3 separate regions of the Gasterosteus aculeatus genome follow, and all the other regions are linked to region 3. Evidence: chromatin contacts called from public Hi-C data. All regions are on one chromosome and are shown on one strand. Each heading gives the region's core, a stretch centred on a gene start, on an enhancer-like site or on the middle of the called end of the contact. The rest is flanking DNA. Distances are from core to core; before and after follow the strand shown. Region 1 overlaps rxraa (retinoid X receptor, alpha a). Region 2 has its middle 58 kb from the start of rxraa. Region 3 holds the start of rxraa (retinoid X receptor, alpha a).

What was found. A called contact is a pair of places that touch in the nucleus more often than the background predicts.
Region 1: a contact with region 3 is called in a Hi-C map of skeletal muscle, with 4 times the contacts expected there. The contact joins the enhancer-like site here to the promoter of rxraa in region 3. A contact is called at or near these places in 3 of 6 Hi-C or Micro-C datasets (skeletal muscle and whole body).
Region 2: a Hi-C map of skeletal muscle shows a contact between it and region 3, with 2.9 times the contacts expected there. The contact joins the enhancer-like site here to the promoter of rxraa in region 3. A contact is called at or near these places in 2 of 6 Hi-C or Micro-C datasets (skeletal muscle and tail fin).

What each region holds. Positions count from the first base shown.
Region 1 is chr14:13,419,001-13,423,512 of fGasAcu3.hap1.1, forward strand. rxraa (retinoid X receptor, alpha a) reads right to left here. Exons shown (of 11, transcript XM_040198293.2): 5 at 3,874-4,053; 6 at 474-643. Among protein-coding and RNA genes, the nearest start is that of LOC120832194, 20 kb to the left of the region's middle. Within about 2 kb of position 1,326, at least 3 of the 9 cell types and tissues checked have open chromatin away from gene starts, as enhancers often do.
Region 2 is chr14:13,537,470-13,541,965 of fGasAcu3.hap1.1, forward strand. No RefSeq gene overlaps it. Among protein-coding and RNA genes, the nearest start is that of rxraa, 58 kb to the left of the region's middle. Within about 2 kb of position 1,717, at least 4 of the 9 cell types and tissues checked have open chromatin away from gene starts, as enhancers often do.
Region 3 is chr14:13,480,181-13,484,260 of fGasAcu3.hap1.1, forward strand. rxraa (retinoid X receptor, alpha a) reads right to left here and starts at 1,938. Exons shown (of 11, transcript XM_040198293.2): 1 at 1,452-1,938. The coding sequence starts at 1,479.

The DNA of each region.
Region 1 (4,512 bases), core at 76-2,575, 62 kb before region 3:
CATTCCTTTTTTTACATACACACTATGATACAGTGTGCCTTAACTCTGCAATTTAAAAGTGAGATATACTACATGCAGCTGGAAGGTTGAGACCACATGTGGACAATGGTGGGACCGCTCCAGGAAGATTTGGGAGAGCAGAAAAAAAAAAAGCATGAGCCATAAATCTGAAAAACATTTAGCTTTCTCCTCCATGAGCGTACAGCGGTGCAGTTGAACCCAGTCAAGAGTCCTGTACCATTACGTATTAGTTCTTAACAATGCATTGCGTTTCTTTCCCCATAGTAATTCCAATAGAAAAACAACATTACACAATCCATCCCCATTAACCAACAACCCAAATCAGAAGCTTTAAGGCACAGTTGTGTGCTGCATGGTTTCAACACTGAGCAATCGCAGAAGGACAGCGTGTGAGTATTTGGGGAAAGGGAATGATGGGAGGGGGAGGGGGGGGGGGGGGGAAGCCCACTCACCGAATTGGATGGCACGCCGAGGTTGGTCTCGATGTAGGTCTCCGTTTTGGGTTCCACCGCCTGCTCGGCCTCCAGAATCTTCTCCACGGGCATGTCCTCGTTGGCGCAGCTGGAGGACTCTACCTCGCTCTCGTTTCTCTCCTTGGCTCGCTGGCGCTCCTCCTGAACGGCTGCATGTAACAAAACTGGTTCCGGTCACTACTGCTGTTTTTGGTTTTGTTTTAGTGCTTTTACAGCGGGCTGACTGATACGGTTTCATGTTTATAGAATGCCAATATACTGCAGTTAGTGGCATCTGATAAAAACAACTCAATGTATGAAGTGTTATGTATTTAACGCTGTTATTTGTCTGCAGGGCACCTACTTTCAAATTCTCTAAACAAACAGATTCAGTGTGAAGTCTGCAGAATGGATTGTAAAACATAATTTCATCCATCATTTGTGAGAAAAACGTAGTGTGGCGGCTGTCACTTTTTCTTTTCTACAATGACAATGTCTGGTTTGAGATAATGAACACAACTTAAACTCCACTGGGAACCAAACTGGAATCTTCCCTACGATTAGACATCATCATTGTGTTCCCTTGCCTGCTACAGGCGTTGTGTACCCAGTCAATGGTGACATGACCCAATGTGCTTTCTGCAAGTAAGCATGTCCAAGAGTTCCGGCCTTAATAATTGCTTCTTCTGACCTAAAGCTCGACATAATGCACAAAACTAGCGTGGAGGTGTTTTTCTGTGTTGAGTGTAAAAATAAAAAATAAACGTTTGTAGCATAAGATTGCCGGCTCTGCTGATTGGCTTGGCGGAGGAGACACAGGAAGTGGTTTGTGTGCCGAGCAGACACCGAGACTCACTGCGGCGGAGGCAAAAGAAACCGCAGCTCCGCCCCCATGCAGGAAAAGCTGTGTGTATGTATGTGTGTGCGTTTTGTCTTTTCATAACGCTATAATTTACTTAACCACAGAAATAAAAGTGCTGCGTTTTTTTTTATTTTATAGGTTCGTCCTGCGCACACATAAGGAAAAAAAAAAGTAAAAGTTTGTGAAACGATGTGTTGGATGATAAAGTGCTTTGGTAAACGGGACGTTGACATGCTAGCTTACGTACACACCTGGGGAACCGTCCCAGCGCGCACACACACACACAATAATCTGTCTGATCTGTTCCAAGTCCTGAATCAGAGGCCAGGGTCTTGTTGTGGGGGGAGGGGGGTTGTTGGAAGAGGAGAGGGGAAAGGGGCCCCATTTTAGAGGAACTGCTGTCTGGCGGTGGAGGTCAGCCCAAGGGCAGAATGCTTGTGTTGGAGTCAGCGAGAGGTGAGGAGGGCTGAAATCATGTTAGCTTTATTCCGCCTCCACGTCGTCGTCGTCCTCCTCCTCTCCCGACTGGGAGGGCATAAATTCATTTAATCCTGTTTTTCAATAGATTCGCTTACCCTTTTGGGCTACTGCTGTTCTCTCACCGCGGCCCTCGAGGTACAGTGTTGGTGGGGGGGGGTGGTGGGCTTAGGCAGAGAGGCGGTAAATTATGATATCCTTGAAAGGAGTAAAATGGCCTAACAATGATAAAAATAATAAGGGGGGAAGGGAGGGGAGGCCAAGTAAAGGTCAAGACAAATTGGCCTTGGATTAAAAATAGCTTCACCCCAGTTCTTGTGCACACCTGGTTCACACCCCCTCCGCCCCGCACCACCGATTCACTCCGTATCTGCATCCTGTGGCCGCGTGGCGCCCGTGAAGGGGAGGGGCACCGATTGATCCGTTCAATGTGTGAAAGGGTGCTTACCAGCACTGCTGAGAGCGCTCATATTTTTTTAACAGCCTCGTGAGGTGTTAAAACTCACACCTCACTGCCAGTGAACCCCCCCCCCACCCTCCCCGATCATTCCTCAAGGTGCCTCTTTGTGTCCAATAATCACACGAGGGATTCAACTCGGAGAGCCTTCTTCAGTGCAGGGAAGCGATCGGGACTTCTCCAGTGAAAAGGCTTCCTCCTCACATAACCAGTGTGTCCTACATGACGCCTTTACGTTTTTGATACGAGGGCCTCTTTGGTATTTGGGTTTGCCCTCGCACTCGCTAGATTCTCTTAGCGCCTTCATTTCTAAAAAGCCACCCCGAGCCACTAGAAATCGAGTCGTGGAGGATTCAAACTGAGCGGTATGAGTTGTTAGGCTAGGATCAATCACAAACTACCTCTCCTCCGCTGAGACAAGCTATAAATGTGACGTGATGCCTTGTTAAAGTACTCATCAGCTGGCCTCCCCCGGGAACGCTGACCAAGGTAAGACTGTCCTTCATAAGATAATTATTTCGTTGGCCTATTTTAAACTCATTGGACGTGGAAGTTGCAAGAAGGAGGTTTAAAAGCTCAATGTCGGAGGACTTGTAGCGGAGAGGGACTCCAGCATGACATTCACGGTAGTCACACCTTAAATGTCACAGTTGAGGACAGGCTGTACTATGAGAGGACGGGGTTTCTGTACTATGAGAAGAGTCATTTAAGTTTGCAGGAACGTTGCATCATGAACAACTCCTTTCAAACTATCGATAATGCACTGGTTGCTGTGCTGCTGTCCTCCTCCCAGAGGTTTAGAAACCACACTTGCTAAAGAAGACTAAAGATGTGATTTCAAAGCGAATGTTTAATGAGTGGCCTCGTCCTCCGCGGTCGCATGTTCTGTACATGTGGGCTCGCCGTGCGACTGATTAGGTCCCTGCGTCCTTTCGCAGCGGTAGGCGCGGCCCATCGGCGGCCTCTAATTTGAGAGATGCGCTGCACGCTTTCCCCCCCATGCCGTACAAAACAATATGATATCCAATATGACTGAGTTGGGCTTTTTCAGTATCTTAAGCACAAGAAATCTGTTGTTTGTGGGAGCGAGTGTGTTCACCGCGGATCGCCAGGCAGTCCCACGCAAACGTCGAGTTCATGCAAGTAATCGGGAGTGCGAGGGCGCCACTGGTATGTTTTCATTTCTCTGCCAGGTCTCACGGAGCCCCGCTCGGCAACCAGCACGCCGGCGTTCCTGTAGCTGGTACGGCCAAACGCATCATTTCCTTTCAAAAGAAGTGCTTGAAGGAGAAGTCTCCTTTGAAGAGGGGCGAGACGGCAGAGCCAATGGCTGCAACGCACTGCGTATGATGTATTAAAGTATTGCTGGAAGTTTACGTGTAATAATTAGATACAGGTGCTTCACTTCTAGGAAGCCAGAGAAAAGTCACGTCTCCGGTGCGCCACATTTGCCCCTCTGCATACAGTTTCATCATGTCCACTTTTAACCCACATTGAACTGACGGAGCCACAACGTGTGCACGGTGAAAATGTCTACGTGGATTAGTAGATACGTGAGGGGTGGTGGGTAAGTGGGACTTTATCCTCTACGGTATGTGCTGTACCTTCTCTCTTCATGCCCATGGCTAAACACTTTTGGTAGCGGCAGTACTGGCAGCGGTTCCTCTGGCGCTTGTCGATGACACAGTTCTTGTTGTCGCGGCAGGTGTAGGTGAGGTCTTTGCGTACCGTCCGCTTGAAAAACCCTTTGCAGCCCTCGCAGCTGTAAACCCCGTAGTGTTTACCTGTGGAGGGGGGGGGGGGGGGGGGGATGGTTCGTCAAAAAGAACAACAGTGGGATCTGTGATGGAGAAACACATCAGAAACGTACAAAGCCTCCGAGCACTGTTAAATAAAGCGGGATTTGCTACTCAACAATGTTTTGATTCCCCCCCCCCCCCCGCACCCGTCATCGGTTTCCTTTCTCATCCGTGATAAAGGCCATTTCCTGCCTCTCGATGTCAGTTTCGGTCATGGGCCTTCTGCACATGCTGCTGTGTGCAGTTTCTCAGGAGCGGCTTCTTTCCGGCCTCCTCGACATCCATCCTAGAACTGACTGACTGTTGTCCTTCCACAGCAAAGGAAGTGCGGCGCATTGCTCTGCCAGAGGGGCTGTCCTCTGACCGGAGCTCTTCCGAGGAGGTTTCTCGGTGCGGTCAGAGCCCCAGCTTGAGGGAGGAGCTGCATAGGCCCAGCTGTTGAGA
Region 2 (4,496 bases), core at 467-2,966, 57 kb after region 3:
TGCATCTTTTTTTCATCTGAAACTATTATATGATCACATCAGCCTTGTTACAGCTCGTCAAAGAGAAACTTAAATGTTTTGTGTACCTTCAAATGTTTAACTACAACATTCACATTGCTGCAGTGATGGCGACGTGTACTCCAGGATGTCAGTACAGCGGGATATCACTGCTCTGCTTATTTTCAACTATGAACTAATTGATTTGATATTTGATTTTGTGTTATGCATTAAGACACTGACTTATACTCTTCACTGTTTACTACGAGTATTAATGAGAAAAGATGAAAAGCTGATACTTCACTTCAAGCATTAATTTGAATGAAGACGCCATATTAGGAAGAACCTCTTTTCCATCATTCCTCTGAGGCTGTGGATAAGAATAATGTCGCATTCACCAGGATTAATCACACTGGCGGACGAGAAAAGAGCGGCGCAAAACACCCCCATGGTTCAGTCAGTGATAGATGACTTCACGGATAAATTAGACAAGAATGTAACTAATGTGCGTGGAATTGACAATGAACCAGTGTGCTATAAAAAGATCCATCGGGATAAAGTCATACGGCGTTCACCCTTCCTGTGATCATAATATTCATGCTTTTGAATCTTCCTCTGGTGTTGAACGCTGTTGTTTTTCATAAGCCTTGCTCTTGACGGGAGCTTCTTTCACTTTGGTTTGTATTGACTTCGGGCGTCTAAATGGACGGAAAAAGGGTTCTGTGGTTTTCACAGAGTAAAAGAAGGGGTGTGTGAGTACTGTCTGTCTGAAAGCCAGGGGTAAAAAACAACAACAAGAGGCTCTCTTTATAAAACAGAATTACAGAAAAAGTAGTTGTGTAAAAAAGATCAGACTTTTGCGTTGTGTTTTCAAAAAGGGACAGAGATACAATTGTTTCACAGATGAGAAAACCTCCTCCCTGTGCTCTCATGCTCCCCTTCTTTTTGTACCGATGCTTATTATGTGTAAAGAAGCCTCTGGCATTGAGCTCTCTGTGTGGCAGCGTTCGGTTCAGGAATAACAGAATCCAACAAAAACAGAAAAAAGATTCCACATAGGAAGGCAGTCAGGCCACTGCAACCCACTCGGAAAACAGCTGGAACCTCTGGGAAGGCTGTTCTTTGATAAACATTGATGTTTGTAGATCCGTGCTCTCGTGTTGTTAGTTCTGCTGCACAGAGAGGATATGCCCATCACTTCAGACCCCCCCCCCCCCCCCCCACCTCTTACATGCACCATCTTTCATTTTCTCTGCTTTACCGCCTCCCCCTGTTCACTTCTAGTGTCAACAAAAGATTTGCTACTTTGTGGTGCTAATGAGTCCTTCCTTCTGCAAGTGCAAACACAGGATGACGGACACTGCAGACGCGTAAACAGAGACAAATCTTCTGATTATGATGAGAGTGTCCTCTCATTGACACATGAAGAGGTGGATCCGTGCTCAAACGAGCACCGATTACAATAGCAGTGAAGTCAATCTGAAGCCAAACGTTAACAGATGCGGCCGCCGCAAATTCAGTGGCGTCTTTCCGCTGAACTGTCTGTTTTAATGTGACTCTTAACTCAAACACCTGGTTTCATCAGCTTGTATAGGAACCCTAAACAGAAGGAGGTCAGATTGGGGCTAGCATGTTATTTGTAGCAATAATACATTCACAGGAAAATACTACTACTAATACTATGCTTAGACAAATCCTGGCACGACCAAGTCTGACAGGTGCGACAGGAAAAGCAGGAAAGCACAACAGTGCCAAGACCTGTTTAAACTGATTGCTATCAACTCTACAGAACGCAAAAATGATGGTAGAAGGCCAACAAAGAGAAAACCCACAACAACGTCAATTTCTGTGATGAGGTGACCGATCCTGCTTGGAAGATATTTTGATGAAAAAAAAAGGAATTCTGTCTCTCACTCAAGAAACAAAAAGTTTCTTTTTTGTAACTTGTTGTTTCAGTCAGACATTGACTTCTTACCTCCTCCTCCTCCTCCTCTCCCCACGTCTATCACTCTATGTTTTCTTAACCATTCGTTTCCTCGCTGCGCGGTTCTTTCCAGCACACATGTGGTTAATGGGATGATGGTGAGCAGACGTCTCAGTGCAGAAGCGGGACCGAGGGGGGGAGGGGAGGGGGGTGCGCAAGTCCCAGTCGACTTAAATAACCAAATAATTGGAATTTCTAAAAACAATGGTTTCCTGACTTCTCCACGACCCCTCACCTTATCATTCAAGGGTCGTGGAGGCCTAAACTTGAACCCATCTTACTCCAGAACATTTGGCTGGCTGCCACCTCAGGTTAACCCCACAGCCAGCGGCCCGAGTTACAGGGGCCCCGTCAGTCCCACTCAGCGGATGTGCTGGGATAAGCCCTCCCACTGGACTGCTGTTGCCTTTGGCTTCCTTCCGCTCCTGCTCTTTGCTGTGGTTTTCTAACTCGGACGGCGGACATTTGCGCGGAGATAAAAAGCTAAACACTAATGATGGGTAACTGCAGGAAACTTTGCACCTCCCCCAATACAACTAGATTAACAACCGGTGAGCAATGCACACTGTCGGCACCCATCATTGGAAAACACAAAAGGACCCCTAACGGAGTAAGGTCTAATAACATCAGCATGCAAGCCTGTGGCTCCAGCTCGGTACCAGGGAAACAGCAGCGAGTTACCTTGGTTACAGATCTCTTTCACTATCTCCATCTAACGACCTGCTGTCTTAAAATGGGGGCTGAGAGTTGTTATGGCAAAATTTTAATGGATTTTGGGTCGAGTAGTTTGAATTTGAAAGAAATGAAGGACATCCTTCTGCCTTGCAATGATTGTGATTTAACATGTGTATAGTTTTGTGTTTTCATTCAGCTTTAGGTTATATGAGCAGTCAGAGGGTATTACTAACAGAACACACTCAAAGATGAATAATACAACTTGCAAATTAATGTGAATTCATTTGGACCGAATTTAGAGTACCAGCAGGATGGTCAAGATTGTTGCAAGGTGAAAAAAAGGTACCGTTCAGTGGAAACAACAGTGAGTACTGAGGTAGGCCAACTTGCTTACAGTGAAGGACAAACTTAACAGAACAATCTTAATTGTATAAAGTGACAGATGCTAAATCCCTGAATATATGTGACCATTGCTGTGCCCACGCTTGTTTAAAAATTAGGTGCACTGCGGTGCATTCTACTTAAGATAGAAAGCAATATTTCACAATTTCTGCCTCTTTAGGCAAGTAATATTTTGAGTGGAGCAGTATTTAATTCATTTAAATTAAATTTAGGAGCATCACATGAAGAAAAGCAATTCACATCAATGCACACAGTAAACCAGTGTATTATTAAATGTTAAATTTATCAGTGTTCCACAGTTAGTTTCAGAGAAAATTAATTTTCTGAAGCCTGTGGGCCATTCCGGACTCGAAACATTGATTTTCCATTAAAGATCATGTTGCCAATTTCTGGTGTACAATCAAAGGTTTGTCAAACCCCTGGCGTATAAGGTTCAGTCATTCAGGGAGAGAAGATGCAATGTTTCTTCTGTTTGCACCGTCTAAACTCTTTTTTGAAATAATAGTGAATGAAATGATGAGACCAAATATGAATAATCTGAAGACATTAACAGCTCGATTAGGATCAGAATACATCACAGAATATCCCCTGCAGAACTGCCAAACACCCTGCCGCTGACTGCTCCCTTTGCCATGTGTTGGGCTTTACTCAGTTAAAGAAGACATTTTAGTTTTACATTTTTAAATTTTCTCTCCTTCTTGATTTTTCCCTTTATAACTGTATTATTCTCTTTGATGTTAAAATGAAAAAGGAGCACATTACTTAATTATTCTACAGAGAACAAACCTTTGATTTTAGCTCTTCATCAAGCAAAGGTTGTCATTTTTTGCTTAAAGTCACAGAGAGAATTTTAATACCTTAATCAAATTAATTGGACTTCAATCATAAGTCGGGTTTGCTGAAGAATGCATTATATGGGGAACAGAATGCATGTGGGGCTAGGCATATTTTCTATCTCCAAGCAAGTGTTTTTACCATATTTATTCAGGCTCTCTTTTTTGGAATGACAAAATCATTTTCTAGCAAACTGAACCTCCATCCTCTGTGCAGCCTGTTGAAAAGGCTGCATGGCACAACGTCATCTCTGAAAAGGGTTTTAAAAAGCACCGCCATTCAGAAATTGGATCTCCCATTTGTAGCTCATAGTTATCACATTTTATAGAAGATTATATTCAATTTTTTTTGTGGACAAAGGTTTGTTCTGAATTTTAATTCTGTAAATTTTCACTGATTTTTATGAGTCAGTTTTCTATTTTTGTACCAATAGATTCGATAGAACAACAACAAGACACTGCAATAGATGCTGGAAGCGTTTGGCTGCAGACCGTGCCAACAACATGCAACCTGTCAAATTGTGACTCAAAAGAATAAGATCTAGGATGTTGTCAACACCTCTAGGTGAAAACAATATGTGTGAAATGTAGTCCAAAGGTCCAAA
Region 3 (4,080 bases), core at 688-3,187:
ACGCAGGGTGGGTGGGTTGTTTGAGGGGAGGGGGGGCTCTAATTATTTGAACAATTAAAGTGTTTTTACAGGGAACCCGCTGGGCCTTCCAGACCAGGAACCATCTTCCTTGAGCTACTCCGGAGTACGCTCAGGCACACTGAAACTTGAAGCACTTTTGGCGTGGACACACAATACGCTGCACCTGTAATAACAGGCCCATCAAGTGTGTGCAAACGCTGGCCCCCCTTGTAACAGAAGAAAGCCTACCCGGCGTCTCAGAAGTCTCAGAAGCCCCCCCCCCCGGCCACAGCCCCTCTCCTGTGAATCTCCTTGGGTGCATCCAGGCGGGGCTGAGGATGTACCGCGTTGAGGTTGTAATGCGACCCCCCCCCCCCCCATGAAAAGAGTGGCAGACACAATAACGTGTCTGCTCCACAGATCTGTACTGTGTCTCTGTTGCAGGAGAAGGGGGAGGGGGGGGAGGGGGGGGTTCACTTTGACAAACTCACAGCAGCAGCTCAGCATTAATTATTTACAGTGTGGCGTGTGACAGCGGCTGCTTGAAGAGGAATATTTCTAAAAGAAACGACTCGGATTAGTGGTTTTAAAACAGTAGTTCAGAAAAAGTATTTAGGCTTTTTCTGGAAATTCAAGCGTCACTAATTGAAATGATATTGCTCCACTTATTCTTACTTTCTGGTGACATGCAGCGAGGGTAAATAAATGTGACAGTTGCCCTTCACCTCAACAAATAGTGGCCAATCCAGTAACATCAGCCAAGCGCAGTCTCTGATCCTTTTGCAGATTAAATCTGCATTTTGGTCCACACTAAGTTTAGTTGGCCCCTGATACACGTGCGCCCGTTTGTACCGGAGCTGACATTTAGTGTGACAACTGTCAACAAGTCGAGCCTCTTCGTTTGAGCACAGGGGCCACGAGTTTAAACTCCCAATTCTCACGCTGCTCGGCCTCATTTTCAACGTTCAGAGACAAACGGAAGCGCGTTTAAACCGAGTCACGCGACGGACAACAAGAAACGCGTTAAAGAGGCAAAAAACAAAAGGACCGAACTACTGAGGCGGTTCTAAAGAAGTAAAAACCGGGGAAGAAAAATAAACAAGTTCGTAACTCTGTTACTAAACCGGGACGTCTCTTTCAAACGCTGCAGCACGTGGACACGCTGAAAGTTGAAATGACTTTAAAAAACGAGTCCGCGTTTAATTGCACGCGCGCAGCTTCCTCCCGAGCGGGACGTCATCAGCCGCAAAACGTGTCCGCTTTATTAACGCACACAACCAAGGAAAACAACGTGCGCTACAAACATGTAGATGTGTGTGGCACGCGCTGTCAGCATGGGGGGGGGGGGGGGGGGGGGGTACAGTGCGAGGACACGAGTCCCACCATTCTGCAAATTATCATTTCGTTAAAGAACCCATGATGTCCCACACATTCCAAACGCTACAACTTACCCAGTGACAGGAACGGTTTGGTTTCCATGTCGGTCGGTTAGCTCATGCCCGCTGAGACGACCGCGTTTCGGGGGAGTTTTGTTGTTGTTGTTGTTGTTGTTGTTGTTACTTCGCCGGCGGGCCGCCCGTGGTTGCTGGTGCTGCCGCGGTCCTCTCTGTCAAGTTGTGACTCGCGGGCACGGAGCGGTAGAAGTGACAGGTCGACGCGTGACACGTCTCGGAAGATAACCGAGATGTTTGCGCCGTGTTGTCGTTTGGCCGCTCAGCTGCTGCGCTCTCGTCCCCTCTCCTCTCCCTCTCTCCCTCTCTCCCTCTCTGCGCTCGCCGTGGCAACAACTTCCAACTAGCAGAGAGAAGCGCAAAAGGGGGCCGCGCAGGGGGTACTCCCACCGACGTACCGTCGAGCAGCAGCGACGCGGGTTCAGACGCGGGTTTACCGCGAACTCTGAAAGAAAGAAAACGCGCAGCGCATTGGTTTTTTAGGACTAAACGCGGGCACGTCGCCTTTAAGCAAGGCGGAGTTTTTTTTTCTCCCAAATCACGCGAAGTCACTTTTTAGCTGAGCGACATTCACGTCTCGCTGCTTATCTCCTCCTCCTGTAACAGTCACATCTGTTGAGTCAGGGCCTCTGACTCTGGACAGATGTTAGAACTGCGAATGTCTACAGGCTGCACACCGCTCATGCAATTAGCATCTCTCAGACCTAAAAAAAACAGGACTGACATTCAGAGTGCTGATCGTATATTTGCAATTATTGATATCACTGTTAAGAAGGTTGTGGTACTTTCAGATGTACTGTTGTCATCACGAAGCCTGCGTTTTTTGTCAATCCATCAAAGCGTCTAGAAAACGTCACAGAAATCTTTAAAGTTTTCAGCATAAGCTTTACTGCACCATTTGCATGTGTTGGAGTGCTCTTGCTCTCTCCCCCCCCCCCCCTCCTCTGTTCATGCCACTGTATCTGTCCTGCACATGACAGTTTATGCCTGATTCAAGCCACATCCTTCTTGTGTGCACCTCCTCCCCTTCAACACCCAGGTTCTGTGCACACATAGAGGCAGGCGCGTGTACCAGGAGAGTGAAAAGTGTCCCTCCTTTGGCCCAGATCGAAGGAAAGTACCCCCCCCCCCCCCCCCCCCCCACACACACTGTGAAATCCCTTATGCATTATACTATATGCTGTATAGGGTATGCATACTCATCCTGCAGCCATCCTCAAGGCCCATGAGATGAGCATTTGAAGGTGTTCTCCACGTTTGCACCAATGGGGCGATGCATAATTAATACAATGCGTGGCACATTGAAGATCAAAGGCAGCTACGCAAGAAAAAAAAAAATATATATATATGAGGAAAAGAAAGATTCAATTTAAGTCGCGCCGTTTAAAGGTGTGTTTCTGTGCGCACTTTTTGTGTAGGTGTGCAGATGTGTGAGGAGCAATTACTCCACTCAAGGCCTTTTTGTGTGAACGCGTCCTTCATCTATCTTAGCAAGTAAACAATTGTCAACCGTCAGAGGGTGTCGTGTTGTCGCAGCGATGTTATTGAGCGGCTTAATTGGCGGGGTGAATGCTCATTAGCGACAGGGATGTGTGTGTGTGTGTGGGGGGGGGGGGGGGGGGGACGATTGAACATACCATTAGTTGTCAGCTCTCAAGGCTGTTTCTCTTTGCCTGGAGCGCCTGCCCTGTAATAGAAGACAGACACAACACGGCCTTTTCAATCGCCTCCACCGGGCCGGGCTCCCTGGTCGGCCCGAGCTAAACCGAGCTATTTAACCCTCAACTTCTGGGCCGTGATTAATAGCGTTTCGACCCCTCACCTCCACCCGTATAAATCCTCTGGAGGCTGTTGTCGGCTCTTCTCAGAAAGTCGCACCTCGGCGGAAGGAGGCGGTGAGTCCAAACTTCACCCTCACAATCGCAATGTCTCTTGGCTCGGTTCTTCTCTTTTTCTCCCTTGGGCCGGTTTTCCCTCCACTTTAAGTGACGCGCTTTGGCCTCGGGAGGATGGGGGGGGTGCACCATTAGGATACACTTTGCTAAGGTTGCTTTGACAGCCAACCTCCTCCTCCTTCTCCCCTCTCTCCTCTCTTTAAGTGGGTGATAAATGAGACAAGAGGCATTTTGGTTGCCTTTGTACTTGGACCATTCATGAAAAGCTCATCCTTAAAAGTGAATATGGCCTCTTTCAGCAGCAATGACAATGGTGTCCGATCCTGAGGAATGTACAGATAAATATACTCTGCATTTCTTTCCTATGCATTGCTAGAAGATCTTGATAGTCCAATGTGATGTCTTCAAATAGCTCTTAATGTCCAACCATTGGTCCAATGGAATTAGCAAAGAGAAAGAAGTCTCAATCTGTGTGTACACAAGTCTTTTGTATATCTCCAATACGTGGCGGGAGTCTTTCTTGGGAGCCAAGGGCGTAAGAGTTGGTGCAGTTTGTACACGTCAAATGCACTCTGGATACAAACAAAATCTTCTTCACATCCCTGGAGTCTACAAGCGGCCCGTTCCGATCGGGCATGCGTTCCTGACAGACATGCTAGGGGCAATGATCCTAGAAATAGAAAACTCGCCAATTTACAGTTGTATAGCGCAACTGTTTTTTTTGTTCATCGGAA